2 separate regions of the Rattus norvegicus genome follow, and region 1 is linked to region 2. Evidence: chromatin contacts called from public Hi-C data. All regions are on one chromosome and are shown on one strand. Each heading gives the region's core, a stretch centred on a gene start, on an enhancer-like site or on the middle of the called end of the contact. The rest is flanking DNA. Distances are from core to core; before and after follow the strand shown. Region 1 has its middle 49 kb from the start of Cdca2. Region 2 has its middle 94 kb from the start of Cdca2.

The links. Hi-C and Micro-C count contacts between places; a contact is called where the count stands out from the background.
Region 1: a Hi-C map of the Rat2 cell line shows a contact between it and region 2, with 2.4 times the contacts expected there. The contact joins two enhancer-like sites. A contact is called at or near these places in 3 of 12 Hi-C or Micro-C datasets (the Rat2 cell line, Schwann cells and liver).

Annotation. Positions count from the first base shown.
Region 1 is chr15:46,065,910-46,069,501 of GRCr8, forward strand. No RefSeq gene overlaps it. Among named protein-coding and RNA genes, the nearest start is that of Cdca2, 49 kb to the right of the region's middle. Within about 2 kb of position 1,447, at least 3 of the 93 cell types and tissues checked have an H3K27ac peak or open chromatin away from gene starts, as enhancers often do.
Region 2 is chr15:46,021,294-46,025,028 of GRCr8, forward strand. No RefSeq gene overlaps it. Among named protein-coding and RNA genes, the nearest start is that of Cdca2, 94 kb to the right of the region's middle. Within about 2 kb of position 1,943, at least 3 of the 93 cell types and tissues checked have an H3K27ac peak or open chromatin away from gene starts, as enhancers often do.

The DNA.
Region 1 (3,592 bases), core at 197-2,696, 44 kb after region 2:
ATGCTGTATTTGGTCAAATGTCAGGTAGAAAATCACACAACTTACCTTCTGAAAAAAATAGTTCCTTCAGTTTCTGCTAGGAAATTTCATCTGCCTAATGTCAATTTTATAGTGAAAAAATTATTCTACTACTTATGCAGGCATTTGGAAGAAAGTTTTGTAAACACCCAAGGCACTTTCAGTGAAGGAAATGACATTTAGTTCTGTTTACCACCAGACACCCAGAATATCAAAAAACTGGAGATGCAAGTGTAGTTTTAGATGATAGTGCCTCTCTCAAAGCAGAAATATCACCAAGCAACAGAAAAAATTTAAAGCATATTTAAGTTGGGTGACTAAGGCCAAAAACTTTAGAAATTAATAAACAAATCTAATAGCTTCCTTGACATCATAGAGAGCAAAACCTTAGGTTTTGGAAATCTGAATTTTCCTTTATTTAAACCTAAAATACCAGCTGCCTGCAGCTCTGCAGAGTATTCTTTTCTCACAGTGCAAACCATTCAGTCAATTTAAACATTCTGGACAAATGAGAACGTAGGAGCCCTAAAGGAAGGTACTTTCAACTAGGCATTGGGAATCTTTATGATAAAGTTCCAGCTAACCCTTACATAACACAAACTATTTTTTTTCAGGACTCATATGTTCATTTTTTTCTTTTCATATATAGCATAATGCTTAACATACTAAAACCTACATACTTTCAGAAAGATCTAAATCCCAATCCCTTACTTCTATAATACATATTTAGGCTAGCAGTCTTTAGGGTCTGACCTTAGTTGAAGACATAAGAAAAACAATGTTCATTCAATGACAGTTATTACTCATCTCCTTCAACAATTAGGTTATTGCTGAATCACTAAAAAAATTAAAGGATTAAAGAAGCCCAAAAGTGACATACTAGACATACTTGAAATTGTTAGGTCATGGCACACTATGTTCGGTTTATGTAAGGTCTTGGAATTTTCCAGTGAATTTAAGAAAAAATTGTGTGTATGTATGTGCATAGCTGTTTATTTGAATTTAATAACAACTTCACTTCATCTAAAACTTGAAACCCAGAGTATGATTTGCTGGGGCCGAGATGTGACAGCAGGAGACTTTAAAAGGTGTTAGAAGATAAGACGTGTCTCTATATTTTTATTATGCTCAATTCTGTACTAGTCTTTCAAATTTATGCCCCACTAAGATGTACTCACTGGTTAAAACATAAGAGAAGGGGAAAAAAAAAAACCACAACAGAAGCCTATAGGAGATGAAGGCAGCCTGCACTCTGAAGAAATGCAAGGGTGTTTGTGAAGTATGAGCATTTTAAACACTTCCTAGGAAGCACAGGAGCCTGCCCCACAGAAGCTGGTCCCAGCTGGAGGGCGGAAGGGAGCTGGGGACCCCTTTATAAGCCCACCCTACACTGTTACTCTGCCTCTTGGAGAAAATAGAGCATCCAAAGTCTTCAAAACGCCTGCATACAGTAGCTGCTGAATAAATGCTAGAATGACTTGGTGCGGGGCAATCTGCCTCTGTTAAGAAACAGTTCTCAAATCTTAAGGTTACTTTTTGAGCATGGAATGACAGCTTTCATATTAAACCAAACTATAATGCTTTATGAAAATAAATGAAACACATTTACCTTTTGTAAAAAAAAAAAAAAAGGCAAACCTACTTTTGAACTTTGATGTAGAAGTCAATGTCTAAATAAAGCTAGTAACCTGGAAACAACGGGTTGAGGACAGAAGGTCATGATGCAAATGAACTGCAGTAAACCTTCACTGGGCTCAAGACCAGGCTTCCAGGGAAGCTGGCCTCCCACCCTTTCTCTGGATGCTTCTAATCCTGACTCATGGTCTCCAAAAGGGAGTGTAATCTGGGTAGAATGAAGGCCCCAGAGAGATTTGGTTAACCCTTTGCTTCATCTGGCTTCTAGTCCATCCCCATTCCCATAAGTAAACAGGGATACACTTCACAGCCAGAAGAGCCTTCAAGATGTTGTGATATTGGTAGAGTAAACACACAGACCAACAGAATAAGGCCCAGACACAGATTCATGATTTCAACAAGGATATCAACAATAGGTATCCAAGATGAACGGAAGTATGTATTTGTAAAAAGAACCATCTGGGGGCTGGGGATTTAGCTCAGTGGTAGAGCGCTTACCTAGGAAGCGCAAGGCCCTGGGTTCGGTCCCCAGCTCCGAAAAAAAAAAAAAAAAGAACCAAAAAAAAAAAAAAAAGAAAAAAAAAAAAAAGAACCATCTGATAACTTTATCCACAGCAAAGATGAGCTTTTCAACAAATGGTGCTTGCTGATTTCCACTTAAGAAGGCTACCCCACAACCTATGGCACACAGAAATGAACTCCAAGTAGACAGAAAACTGAATTAAGGAATATAACCATGAACCTTCTAGAAATCTTTGTCCTTAAGCTGGAGAAATGTTTTTTGTTTTTGGCTTTTTGAGACAGATCAGAAAAGGTTGGAACTCACTAAATATCCTAGGCTACCTTGGAAATCACAACAATCCTCCTGCCTCAGCCTCCCCAGTGCTAGGATTACTGACATGAAATACCATGCCTGGCTATCCTTAGGACACAAAAGACATGAATCATTAAAGAAAAAAGAAAGAAAGCAAAATAAATTTAAACTTCAACAAAATGAAAACCTTTTCTTCAAATGACAATACAAAGAAAACAAACAAACAAAAAAGAAGCCATAAACTGGGGAAAATATTTCTAAGAAAAAACTTAGTAAAGGAATTGTATCAAAGTATGGAAACTTTCAATTCAGCACTAATAACAAAGATCCTGGGTAAGACAACTGACAAGAATACGAGGAGAGCAAACAAAGCCAAGTGCTCATGATTCTCAGCCACTGGGAAATATAAATCGAGATCCAATCTCTAAGCAAGTATCCAAGATGAATGGAAGTATGTATTCATAAAAAGAGCCATCTGAACAGTATATAACTTTATCCACAACAAAGCCCCAAACCTTATAACCTAAATATGCAGAGTGAAGTAATATCGAGCAATAAACAGTGACAACCATTTATAACATGCAGCACAGATAAATCTCAAAAGCATCATGCTGTTTAAAAAATAGGCACAAAAGACTGATCAATCAATCAATAAATCAATCAATCACCTGAGATTCCATTTCTGTGACATTTTAGAAAAGGCAAAAGTACAACTGAATTCTAATCAACTGTAAAAGCTAGGGGTGAAGGTTAGATTGTTAGACATACTATTACTCTGCTGTCCAAATTGTACGCAACCATATACATTTTCTAAAATTCAGACAGTATGTTCTTTTTAAAGTCAGCTCTTGCAAGCTGTTTTACTTCAATAAACTGAACTTTTAAAGAAGGCTGAGATACTAGCTGTATGTCAGAGGAACTTTCCAGAATCTACAGAAGAGAACCTAGCTCCCACTTCAGCACTGGCATCATCTCGCAGAGCCTGTGACAAAAGCAGGAAACAAGTCACGTCCACATTCCACATGTCCAAATATGTAATGCCACATAGGGCTGAAAGACTGAGGGGCATCAGCGCTATCCATAGGAAGACTGACAGTCATGGTACTCTGTGGAGTAGAGGCTGCA
Region 2 (3,735 bases), core at 693-3,192:
GGCTTCTAACCAGGGTGGGTGACCTTCATCATAACTTTCCATCGTCTTCCACCCCCACCCTTCTTTGTCCTCTTTCTGATCTTCTTGATCCCCTACGTTCTCTTTCCCCTTCTCTCCCACACCAGAGGCAAGCTTGCAACAGCTGCTCTTTGCACAGTGAACTCAAAGCACACTCCTGGCTCTTTTGGTAACATTGTGGTTACCACAGAAGTCTCATTTTCTGGTCTCTCTTCTTTTCTCCATATCGCCTCACCAATTCTTTGAGCTTTAGATCAGTGTCAACTGCTGGGCGCTGGGAGAACACCAGCTTTTCCAGGATATGGTGTTGAGTGGATACCGCAAGTTTCTTCTCCCACTATGTGGAAAGCCATGTGAGCACTGTTGTTTCTCTGTCCACTGCCCAACTCCATCAATATTCTGCTATCCTCCAGATACTCAAACCAATCAGTGACTTGCCCAGAGTGGGAGGGTCACCATGAAGTCTGACCAAAGCCAAGTCTTACTGTTGGCTTCAGTTTCATACCCAGTTACTACAGCTACTTGGTGAGAGAGGGGAGAGAGGGGGAGAGGGAGAGGGGGAATATTTTCAAAGCAATACATTTGATCAAAAGCGGAAATTTGGCTTTGCAGTTTCCTGGGAAACACAAGATGGTGCAGTCATCCTTTGGTATCCACAGAAAGTGGTCCCTGGAACCCCAGACACCCAAATCCATTGATGCTGAAATGGTCTGCACATCACCTCTGTGCAAACTTCATGTAGAGTAACTCATCTCTGGATTATTTCTAACACCTAACAACACAATGGAAATGTTATGCCAGTAGCCATGATCCCATGTTCTTTAGGCAAAGATGACAAGGTTAAAAAAAATCTGTATGTTCTGAGTATATATACAGATTATTTTTTATTATTTTCCATCTTCTGCTGGCTGGATATGAAGATGTGGAACCCACGAATACAGGGTGCCAGCCTTATGTGCCAAGCTCATTGTCCTAGTAAATAAAAAAATACAAACATGTCGAATGTGGAAATGTAGGTTAACTGTGGAAAAGCAGAAGTGAGGCAACCAAGAATCAAGTTCTTCTTGGGTAAAATTCTTAGTATTGTTCCACTAGAAAGACAGGGGACATTCCCCTTCAGCAAGAGGTAAAGATATTCCAAGCACAGGGACCAAGGCATAGATAGCTCTCTGTTGCCATCCAGTGGAGCACGGCTGTAAGATAGCAAGATTCTTGGCTGGGCTGATGATCCAGTGCAAAGAATCCCAATTTGCATAAAATCATGCTATCTCCTCCAAAGAATGAGTAAAGCTTCCAGAACTCACCCCCTCCCCATCCAGCCCTCCCACCTCCCTCATTAGCTGCTTTTGTTTGTCTTTGAGATAAAGGGATCTTGGCTGGCCTCTCCTTGTTGACTGAAAAACCCAGTGCTCAAAAAGAACAGCTTTTGTGGTACTTGGGCCAAACCTAGTTCCCTAATTGGTTTAAAAGATGGGGAAGCAGGGTGTGGAGAGAGAATAAACGTGAACCAGAGAAAAAGAGAGAGAGTACACAGTGCTGGCGGGTAAGTGCCAAATGGTAAATACGTCCTTTTTATAGACTCATTTGGCCTCCGTGCTGCAAAGGCTTCCTTAATTGAGGGAGGAAGCAGACTTAAGGGCAGTCTTAAGTGATAGTCAACTCTTCCTGCAGATTGCTAAGATCTGTGACTGATCTGTAAAGAGATAACACGGGTTCTCCTGCGCCCTTGAAGTCTGAGGGTTAGTTAACCAGGAGGAAGCATTTAGCTCCAATTATCCTGGAATTTTCCTTAAGCACACACTGGGCTTTCCTTCAATGGGCTCCTGTCTGGAGTTCTTGCTCTGATCAACCCAAACAAGGCCAGTGGTCAGGTTGGTTACCAGTGGTCAGATGTCAATGACACAGACCACATGGCACTGTAGTGAGTCCGGGACATACTACAGGCAGCTTCAGCCTGTGAACCTCTGGGCCAGATTGTATGGGAGTCCACAACTATCCAGTTCAAGTATCTTTAAAACTGAGGTTTGCCTTCCATGGAAAGTTAAATGGACTATCAAATGTCTCATATGTCAAAACTGAACATATCAGAACAACCATAAGCTAACTGTGGTGTCTGGACTTTTTGCAAACTCTGCCCTCTGCATAGCTCCTCCTGGAACACTGCATGTGTGTGTTCCTTCTGCATGAGCTGATTGCTCACTGTGACTCAGAAGAAAACAAAACACAAAAACCAAGGAAGAGACACCACCCTCCATAAGCAAAGATCTCAATCTCTCCCTCCCTCTTCCCCTCCCTTACCCTCTCCCTCTCCCTCCCCCTACTTCCCCCCTCTCCCTCCTCCCTCTCTGTCTCTCTGTCTCTCTGTCTCTCCTCCTCCTCTTCCTCCTCCTCTTCTCTCTTCCTCTCCCTCTCTCAGCACAAGCCCAAGTCCATTTGCAACACTCAGGAAAGCCATGACAAGAGTGAAGATAACATTATATCTGCAACCACATCCGTATACATTACACATCTTGGGTGCTTTCTCATTTCACTTATCACTTAGTGATAAAGATTATTAACAGATTTTAAGTTTATTAGTTCGTAATTCATCTTTATTTTTCTTTAACCCAAATCTTTCTCTTTTGGGCTCTGCACCAGTGTATTTGAGGAGTATCCAGAGATTGAACGATGAGCTATTTACTTTAAGTCATTACCATTTGCAAATGCTTGTTTGTAAGAATGAGAATGCTCTCAGTTCCTTCTGCTAGGGCAAAACAGAAAACTGGGTGAGGTGGTGCACTCCTCTAATCCTGGTGCTCAGGAGGGGAGAATCAGGAGATGGAGGTCGTCGCCCTTGGTTACATAGCAGGTACAAGGCCAGCCTAGGTTCTGTTCCTGTTTCAAAAACTGAAAGAAGATCCTACACTAATAAATCCAGAATAAGTATCATATATTTACCATATATAATGATAGTGATATCATATATAGATATTGGTATTGTATCACATATATGATATTACATATATCATATATTATAGGTATATAATGTATAATACATCATATCATATATGTGATATACATAATTTTATAACCATATATACTTAACATCATATTTTTAAAAACATAATAGTGGTCTTCTGTTAACTAGAAGACAAATAAGCATTTTTTGGTAGGTTATCATGGACTGAATTATGTCTCTCCAAAGCTTTAGCCCTCAATAACTCGTAACCTAACTACATCGAGCGAGAAAAGAAGGGCCAAAACTGAAAAGAGGCTGAGGGAGTCCTGGTCCCAACTGAGTGGTATCCCTCTAAAAAGTCATGAGGACACAGACATAGAGAGATGGCCACAGGAAGACCAGGGAGGGAAGGTGACCACCTTCAAGCCAAATCCTAAAGCCTCCAAAGAAAACAGTCCTGCTGGCAGCAGCCTGGTGTCAGACTTACAGCCTCCAGAACACAAGGACATAAACACCATCAGTGGAAGCCACTCAGCATGTGGTGTTTTGTTATTACACCCTGAGAAACGGAATACAGAGTCCAGATCAGTTAGATCTGAAATTTCCCACCATTCTGCATCCTTCCTTCCCAGCCTTGGTTTACTGTTGTATTTTGTTTTTGCTTATCAAGATATTAATTCACACAGCACAGACTTTGCATGCCGTGGGTGTATAGTTTAATGATTTTAGTACGTTTACAGAGTATCGTATAATCCTGACCACAATACCACATAATCTTG